Linked DNA regions of Mus musculus: regions 2 and 3 are each linked to region 1. The links are chromatin contacts, called in public Hi-C maps. All regions are on one chromosome and are shown on one strand. The core of a region is the stretch at or near the end of the contact, and the rest is flanking DNA. Distances in the headings are between cores, read along the strand shown. Region 1 has its middle 59 kb from the start of Tlr4. Region 2 overlaps Cdk5rap2 (CDK5 regulatory subunit associated protein 2). Region 3 overlaps Cdk5rap2 (CDK5 regulatory subunit associated protein 2).

Evidence for each region. A called contact is a pair of places that touch in the nucleus more often than the background predicts.
Region 2: a contact with region 1 is called in a Hi-C map of cerebellum, with 4 times the contacts expected there. The contact joins two enhancer-like sites. A contact is called at or near these places in 4 of 484 Hi-C or Micro-C datasets (cerebellar granule neurons, cerebellum, cortical neurons and 1 more).
Region 3: a Hi-C map of cerebellum shows a contact between it and region 1, with 2.2 times the contacts expected there. The contact joins two enhancer-like sites. A contact is called at or near these places in 2 of 484 Hi-C or Micro-C datasets (cerebellum and palatal mesenchyme).

The regions. Positions count from the first base shown.
Region 1 is chr4:66,767,421-66,770,478 of GRCm38.p6, forward strand. No RefSeq gene overlaps it. Among named protein-coding and RNA genes, the nearest start is that of Tlr4, 59 kb to the right of the region's middle. Within about 2 kb of position 1,496, at least 26 of the 459 cell types and tissues checked have an H3K27ac peak or open chromatin away from gene starts, as enhancers often do. A contact at or near this core is called in cerebellum, where this site is marked.
Region 2 is chr4:70,354,729-70,357,786 of GRCm38.p6, forward strand. Cdk5rap2 (CDK5 regulatory subunit associated protein 2) reads right to left here. Exons shown (of 37, transcript NM_145990.4): 8 at 1-147. Among named protein-coding and RNA genes, the nearest start is that of Cdk5rap2, 54 kb to the right of the region's middle. Within about 2 kb of position 1,548, at least 28 of the 459 cell types and tissues checked have an H3K27ac peak or open chromatin away from gene starts, as enhancers often do. A contact at or near this core is called in cerebellum, where this site is marked.
Region 3 is chr4:70,310,271-70,313,328 of GRCm38.p6, forward strand. All of the region lies in intron 14 of Cdk5rap2 (CDK5 regulatory subunit associated protein 2), which reads right to left. Among named protein-coding and RNA genes, the nearest start is that of Cdk5rap2, 99 kb to the right of the region's middle. Within about 2 kb of position 1,416, at least 59 of the 459 cell types and tissues checked have an H3K27ac peak or open chromatin away from gene starts, as enhancers often do. A contact at or near this core is called in cerebellum, where this site is marked.

The sequences.
Region 1 (3,058 bases), core at 246-2,745:
GTGTGCATCTGTGAAAAATGTGAAAATTATAACAGGGTTAAACTAGTCTCTGTTATAATGAACTATATAATAGGAAGTGACCAACCATAAGGGCATTCTGCTTAGGCTTTCACATCTTGCCACTGTGGCAAGATGAATTTTCAGATGCTGAGATTATAGTTTGTGAGAGACTTCTGAAGCCAGGCTAGGGGGTCTACTGCTGACAATCCATTATGCCTTGCTTACTGTTCATGCCTGATTTGAAATGTTTTCACTATATTGTCTTTTGTCCCTTCCAAATGCTACCATTTTGTTTATTTAAATATGTCTTCTCTTGGCTAATGTAACATCCTCCATTGGGAATTCTGTCTTAAAAGGTGACCCACAGCCTAGGTAACGTCACCAGCCCCTGATTTACATGTTTAAACAAATTATAGCATGTTTACCTGAGAGAAACCAAAATGTGATTCATAATTTGACTCCTGGGTATTTTCAATGCACATGTATTCTCTGACCATACTACTTTCTTAATAAAACATGCTTTGTTTACACTTCGTATCATGATGGACTTGCATACTTACTGAGTGCATATTCACGTTACGCATCTTAGTGTAAATGGGAATGATTGCAACGCTGATCTATCTTACTACTCAGGACCTCCAGAGTCACTAGCATAACAAGTCATAATAATACTAACTAGAATTCTCTGAAGAATTGAAAAGATGGAATGAGTGTATATTACAGAAATGATCTCTTTGAGTAGGTTATACTGTCTGGGCTATATGGTCTTAACAATGGCTGTTTGTGTGTCAGAGAGGCTAAGAACTCAGTAGCTACTCAGTCTATAAGCAGAATGAATCTGGTGATGTAGGGTTGGAGGATTCTTAGAGAGACGCTGTTTTTCAGCACATGTTGGGGGCTAATCAGACCTTAGATGCAATACAATATTCTCTTTATTCAACTAGGTAAAACCCAAAAGTGACTGTGTTTTACTCCAGGACACATAGTTCGGATTGGTAAAGCTATAGTTCTGATATAGATATGAAACATGGGAGACCCGGGAAGAGGTTACTCAGGCAGGAAAATCAGACTTGGTAAGGAAATAGTGAATATTTTTTTGTGCTTTTGCTGTCTTCAAAATACATTTTAAAAACTCACTGCTACTTAGAAGTACCATATGTTAGTCTAGGAGCATTATTTCCACATATTTTATAATTTCAGTAGGTGCTACAAGTGAAATAAATAAAATGAAAGGGATTTGGAAGTCAGAAAGGTTAACTGCATCTGGGTAAAGGACATGATTCTTCATCAGTATCTTTCTTAAAATAGAAGATAGAAGCATTCTACAAAAGGGTGCTATAAGGATTAAATATGTGATAAAAGCCCCTAAATATATTTGTCCTCCGTGCCATCACTAGGAACAGGGAAGATGCCATCCGTGATCTGTCAAGTCCTGTTCTCTCTTGTCAGTTTAAGCTTCAGTTTTCCTGAACGCTTAAGTGGGGTGCAGTGCCAGTTCTTCCCACATGATGGAGATGCAGGGCCACAAAAAGGGTTGAGAAGAATGTATTTATGAAGCATGCTTTAGGCGAACCAGAAAGTAAAGATTCTCCAGACCACAGGCCATAGTTACTTGAGGGGCCACAAGCAGATAACCTTAGATCAAACACAGGTGCTGTCATTCTGTAGCTCTGCTTGACTCAAAATTCTTCTCAAGGTGTAGCTGATGAAGCAATGAACATTCTAAATTATACTTACTTTAAACATGTAAGAGGATGTTTATGTTTCTGTCCTCCTGTGTCCCTGTTTTCTTTCTGTCTGGATTATGTCTATGCTTAAGAAACAGTTGCTTGAAGCTTGTTATCCAATGTGTTAGTTGGAGGGATAAATGTTTGGGTGCTGTTGTGTGCACCTGTAAGAAAAGGTGAAGAGTGGGAAGGGACACCAGTCCAATGCCCAGCCATACATGCCACCTCCTCAGTGTTCTGCTCAACTGTAAAATTTTTGAGGAGCCTTTGTGTCTGGGCAAACGAGAGATTGTATATGTATGCATTATGTGTGTAGTTATGCTAAACGTGTTATTTTATGTGCAGTAATGTGTGCATTGAGTATGTGCATGTGAGACTGGGTGTGCATAGTTGCATCTTGCCTATGATCATATGTCATTAAGCGGGCCTGGATGTCTGTATAGATTAAGCACATATAGAATTACTGTGTGCATGTGTGTTTGGATTATGCTCATGTGTGATTCTGACTCATGCTTCTGTGTGTTCTGTATGTATGAGCATGATTATACACATACACATATTTGATCATGTGTACATGAGTATTATGCACATTGGGTCAGCTCCTGTGATGCTGTATACATGTATGTGTCTCACTGTCCAGTTCCCATCCTCTTGCAAGAGATCACCTCAGTTTCTATCATAGTTCTATTGCTCCAAAACACAAACTATGTGGAACAGAAAGAGGTTAGGCTGAGAAATGATAAGTCTTCCAAGAAGAGAAAGAACGAGTGCAGGAGAATCCTTGCTTTGAGTGTGCCTGTGGTATGTGCATGAGGTGTTAAAAATACTATGGGAAGCAGTCCTAGAGGGGAGTGATGCTGATTAGATAGCCATCCTTCATCAGGAAATTTCTAAGCAAGAATCTACGTTCCATATCTGGAGAGGAAAACATAAGGTCCATGACCAGAAGATGGTGGTGCTGAAGAAGAGATGGTGTGTGTGTGTGTGTGTGTATGTGTGTGTGTGTGTGTGTGTGTGTGTGTGTGTGTGTGCATTTTTTTTTGTTTCTATGCGCATTCACGTAAGCATAAATTGTGCCCGTTTTCCATTTTATTTTACAAAGACAGAACTCAAATTTTAAGTCACAATTGATTTCCAGAAATCATTATTTCTAAACACTCCCAGTCAAATTCCCCATTCCTTTATATCTTTAGTATTTGGATGAAATTACTTTGTGTTCTTAATCTTACATGATGACAGAAAGGACTGTTCAAATGTTCCACTGGCTTAGACATTCCAGGCATGGGTTGTCTCTTTCTACTCTCTCCCCTTAGCTACCTGTGGCCTTATCC
Region 2 (3,058 bases), core at 298-2,797, 3.6 Mb after region 1:
TTTTCTTCCCTCAGAGTGGCAGAAAGTCCTCGGAGTTCTCCAGATGACACGTTCTCGTCAGGAGATGCCATCTGAGATTTTTCCTCTTTAAGGCACTGAATTAAAGCTTCTTTGCTCTTCAAAGACAGCTTCAACTCCTCAATCAGTCTAAAAGAGAACAAAATTTAAATATTAATTCTGAGCTGCTCTCTTAGCTCAGTGGAGCAGGAGGAGGTAGGAAAGAGGGCCAGACATCTTCAAAGTAGATGTGTCCAATGAATACACATAAACAAAATTGCATTCTGCAGGTCAGAGAGCAAGGAACAGAATTGATGTGACATTAATGAGTCCTCTTGTCTCTAGCCTTGCCCAGGGATTTAGCTCAAGCTGCACCATCTCTGGTCAAAGACCTTCAGCATCTCCACGCCAGCAGCAGATTGCTAAGTTTAAGTAAGAAATCCCCTCTCCAAAAGAAATCTGTCCCTAAAGCCTAAGCAAACAACCAACCAAAAGCTGGTTTGGTGGGTATAGATTTAAAAAGCAGGACTCTCTCCATAGCTCACAAACAATGCTTAAAAACATACCACATCTCAAGCTAATGGTTGCACTTCGGGATAAGGCATCCAGGCTTCCAGCTCTTAAGTCATAACAGCTCCAGTTTCGTCTTGGGCCCTATCAGCCCACAGCAGCTCACAGAGAGCTCGCTCCAAAGCTCTCCTGTGCCCCTCCATGCCTTTGCATATGCTATCGCTACCTTCTGTCCAAACCCATTCCTATTCTCCCTGACAAGCACCAGAGCTCCTTAAATTGCATCTTCTATCTCTGAGTCTCAGAGAAGCTTTGCCACATACAACCATAATGTCTTGTAGAAAATGTGAACTTTTCCCTCTTCGGAACCAAATTTGATGTCCTTGGATCAACTGCTCTGTGACCAAGCTAAGTTATTCAATCTCTCTGAGCCTGTGTTTGGACAACTTAAAACAAAAGTGTACTTCTGACCTACAGCTGAACTCAACAAATGACAACTGCAATGCTGATTATATGTATGTGCACGTTTCGTGTACCTATGCAGATGTGTACAGAGGTCAGAGCTCAGGGTCCAGACATTTTCCCCAATGGTATCTGTACTTTATTTGGTTTTGCTGGGCTACCTGCCTGACTCACAAGCTCCAGGAACTCACTTGTCTCCGCCTTGAAATGCAGGGATGTACGTCATCACACTGAGCTTGTACCTGGGTGCTGGGACTCAGGTCCTCATGCATACACAGCAAGCGTTTTACTCACTAAGCCATCTCCCCAAATCAGCCCTGAATGTACTGTTTAAATCTTCAACACATAACATTCTTTCCGAGGACTCTACTCCAAAAAAAACTCTTCTGTGGCTAAGCCTAGAAAGCAACCCAGTTTTGTAGAAACACAGGTCTGGAGGTCTGGGAGAGTTGCCCTTGTAAAGCACCTAGCTTCCGTGCCGAAGGCCAGGAGGCAGACATGGGCAGCAAAAAACGCCTAGCAGTGCAGTGCATCAGAGCTCACCAGTAGGATCTGCAGAGCCTAGGAACCTGGAGGGAGGTGCAATACTGCCCTCTAGGGGTTCAGCTCTGATATAATCAATGGGAAAATGGAGAGCTAAGAGTCACCAAATGTACATTTAAAATGGAAAGATGGGGGTCAGAACCAGGACAACTAAAGGCTACTAAAGGCTCAGCCCATTACAGAGCAGCAGTCTTGAGCCAATAAGAAGGCACCACAGGTTGCCAACATTGCTAGGCTTTCAAGAAAAGTAATTATTCACTCTTCTGTGAAATTCAATGTTTTAAATGCCAGCAAGTAATTCAAACTTTTAAAAACTCTATTTAACTTGAAGATAATATAACTGTCGCTTATAGTCAACCTGTAGGGCTCCCCAACAAGATCACCTTCAGATGCAGAAGAGAAAAAGGCCTGCATGAAAAGGTGGTGGGAAGCCAGGAACACACTGGGAGAGAGTATGCAAGTGGGGCCCAGACCAGATTCAACAGCCTGACATGCCCAACAGCAGGTTACTCCGTGGCCAATCCAGATCCATTTCCTCTGGATGTAACTGACTAACCCTGCTGTCATGCCGGGCTAAACTTCTAACTTTGACTTAGATATGGGATATGGGAAATCGTCGAGAAGATTCAGTCCCTGGCTATTCACCAAACAGGCATCTCCTGAGGGAAAATAAAGGTGGCAGCTGCTTGCTGGTCTCTGGAAGTTTAGCTGGGACACTTTCATCTCTGCGACTGACATATTTGTAGAGCTGACAAGCCAACTTTTTATACTTGTCAAGCCAGGCCTGTGCAAATGCCAGGAAAATGCAGCCTGCAGCAGGATCTCACTTGACCATCTATAATCCATGGAGAAGCCACCACTTGGACCACTCACACCCATCCTCCCAAATGTCCTCTTCCCAAACAAATAAGAAACCAAAGCTTAAGCAACATACCCTGATGATCTATATGTGTAGCCTTTGTATACAAAGTACGAAAGCTTCCTTCCTTTGCATATACAAACCCTCTGCACGGGCAACTTCTAGGACTCCCCTAAAGCACTCTTACACAGTCTGGAAATTCATCTCTACCAAAACATTCTCTCCAGAACCAGAACCACTGTTGTCTCTGTAGTTCCAAATGCATGCCCAACCATGCTCAGCGCTGCTTACAGTGTAAATCTTCATTTCCTCCAATGCCAGCCTGAATCTAAAAACCCACTCACAGGTACCCACAGAACCCACAACTCCTGCCCTAACTGCAAACATCCTCATCCCACTCCTCGCTAGGATCACCTCCTTGTTGCTCATCTCCAAGCGGAGACAACTGTACCACCTCCCCTAAGCCACTCATTCACAAGCTGAAAGGGAGGTATCAGTCTGTGTTCCCCACTGTGCCCACTTCCCCTTCCATCACCACCTATTCAGCTGCATTCTTGGTCTAGGCCCTTCAGTCTTGGCTGTCATCACTTATCTGGACATCTGCTTCAGCATGAAAGCCCAGTGGCAATGCATCCCCAAAGCAAGCAAGGAACTGCTCTAAATTTAAATCTAATCATCTCATTTCTC
Region 3 (3,058 bases), core at 166-2,665, 3.5 Mb after region 1:
GGGCCCCATGGGGTTCTCTCAGAGCTTGCCTGCACACAAGCACTGGAAAGGACATCAAGACAAGGAAAGCCACCAAGTCTTTGATGTAGTCAGGGTATCTTGTCTCACAGTACACCATTTCTGCCTTTCCCATTACTAGCTATGCCGACTTCATAGGCTGGTTATGATAAATACTCTATAAGTAGTCTCCCATTGACTCTAAATACAACTGTGTGTAGAGATGACACCCTTCCTCCAATTCTAGAAATGAAGACACAGGGAAGGTGATCAACGTCAGAATCATGAGGTAGGACATGGGCTCCTCAGCACATCCATACCTGTCTCAGGAGGTTAAAAGACGTAAGTGAATTAATCAATGCGTGGTGCCTGGCATGGGGTGGACACTGGGTGTCGCCCTATGTACCATGCTCTGGAGCTGTGCTGCACACTTGATAAAAACCCTGGACAGTTGTAATATATGGAGTTCTATATCCACCTGCTCAGTTATAATATATGGAGTTCTATATCCCCCTGCTCAGTTATAATATACGGAGTTCTATATCCACCTGCTCAGTTGTAATATACGGAGTTCTATATCCACCTGCTCAGTTGTAAGTGAGCCAGTCCACTTCACTGATAATCAGCAGTTAGGATATGGACTTGTATGTGATGTTAAAGTTAACCAAGGGTTAAAAAATAGAGCAAAAAATGGAATTCTAGTGTAGAGAATTTCAGTAGTACAGGCTCTAAGCCACAAGGACTGGCATGTCAAGGCCCCAATTTGCAAGCCAGCTCTCCCCTCCTCTTTTTCCTGGCAGCCCACCACACTCCTTAGCTTCTGTCTTCATTCTTTTTCTCTGCCTTCCATCTCTGGGATCTCAGACAATCCTCCCCATGTCTCAAAGTCCCTCAGAGACCCCAGAGATGGAGAGACACTGCTTATCACTCTCCAGTGACACTCCAGTGCACTTCATAGGCTCTTCTCTAGCTCAATCTCAAAAGGAGTCTTCTCTAGCCAAGAAAGATGCCCTCCTCTGGTCCTGAAGCACCCATTCACTTTCACCCAGAGCTTTCGTGCCAACCACCTGTTCAGTCTGAGCAATGCATATAGCAGTTATCCTAAACCAGGCCTGGTGTCTGGCACAAATCAAATCCTGCCATAAACACTCGCTGAACTGATGATTAAATAGGTAAGAGGGGAACACAGGGACTGATATGAATCTTAAGAGCAGAGATTCCTGTGGATATTTTGCATAATGGAAGTCAGAGTGAGTCAACGTCTTCCTAGAAGCAAATTGCTCACCCATGTTAAATAAATGAACTCTTCGGAGCCATTTGCGTCCCATTTCATCAATCACCTATTCCCCTGCGCTGGCTCATGCCCCATTAGAATGAAGTCATTTGGCTCCCTCAGCAGAGCTGACAGCCAGTAGATTTCCTTGGCACAGAAGAGAGCTAGGCTGCCTGGGGATGGTGGGCAGTGAGGCACCCTCCCCAACAGCATCTCCAATCACGGAACAGCTCAACAGGAGGTCTCTCAGCACAGACACTTGGCACTGCGCCTGGCACACACCTTCATGTGTGGCTCTGCAGTGCATCCTCCACAGTGCACAGATCACCCACTCACCACTATCAGAATGTGCTAGAAACATAACAGCAGTCCACAGGCAGACACTGCTCCTCTGTGAGCAAGGCCCTGAGCCCTTATTAAACCAGCACAACTGTCTCTTGAGCATTCTAAGATTTAGACAGAGACATCTCACACCCATTTAGGAATGGCGGTGTCTACACTAAGTCCAAGTCTTTTGTCCTCAAGTCAATGGCAGTCCCTCAGGTTTCCCACAGCCGTCCACATGGTACCTATGAGAACCTTCAGTTTGTTCCCAATCCAAGTCACTCTTCATAGCTGCTGAACTCAAACTATTCTACGCTATATTCCGGAGCATTCAACCCAGAGCAAACTTACAAGCATGTCTTTATTATCTCTAATCCTCTGAGAAGGACAGATTAGAATCTGCCTCAAAGACTAGGAAGGCACATTTTAGAGAGATCTGGTGACTTGACAAAGGCCAGAGATCTAAAGTAGCATGACTGACATCATGAACCCAACAAGGGGAGGGGCACTTTCTGCCATGGGTTTCAGAATGACTTCAAGAAAACACATGTCCAGTGCAGACCGCAATCTGAAGAGACAGCAGACCAGTAAAGAGAAGGCTTAATGCATCATTTCCTGCTAATCAGGGCAATTTGGTGACCCGGTAGATGGATGGGGCCCATTTCAGCAGCTGTGTCACAACCCTGCAACAAAGACATCTATTTTAATACTCACAAAATGCAGCCGCATATCCCAACCAGGTCAACAACAAAGTTAGAAATCACGCCTGTGGCAAGTCACATATAGCCAGAGAACTTCACACCCTCTTCTTCAGTTCCCTGATCACCTAAGCATTAATTCTCGGGATCACACATGCTTAGCAGGAACAGAAACACTACCATAGCCCTGAGCTCTTTGTAAAAATGGGCAGAGGATAAATCCTAAATCAACATGAAATGGCCAAGGGCATAGCAGAAGAAATCCACATTTTCTACAAGGAAAGAACAACCATTTGAAAAGCAAACTTTTCTTAAGGGAATAGAGAAGAGACAGTAAGGCTATAACAGCCAGGAGTTCTTAAATTGACACCCAAAAACGTATAACTCTCAAGTGTAATTTACAATTCCTTATCCGCAATTTGCAATTAGTCCTGCACAACAGAATTATGTCCTTTGCCAAATATTTCAGCATTGTGCACAATATTTTAAAAATTGCCAAGATGTGGATACTGCCACATGTCCATACAATGTCCTGGTACCCATGGTTATACGAGGGACAGATATTACTCAGCACAAAATAAATTAATTAATCAAATATTAAAATATTCAATTTTCATAAGATCATAAACATCCTGATCAATGAACTACACAGGACTACGATGCTATTCCAAAAGCAAAGTTTAATAAGCACATGATGTAAATCAGTGAAGATCTCTTCTCTAAACTATCTTGTTTGGATTTCTACTGTTGCAATGAAGCACCATGA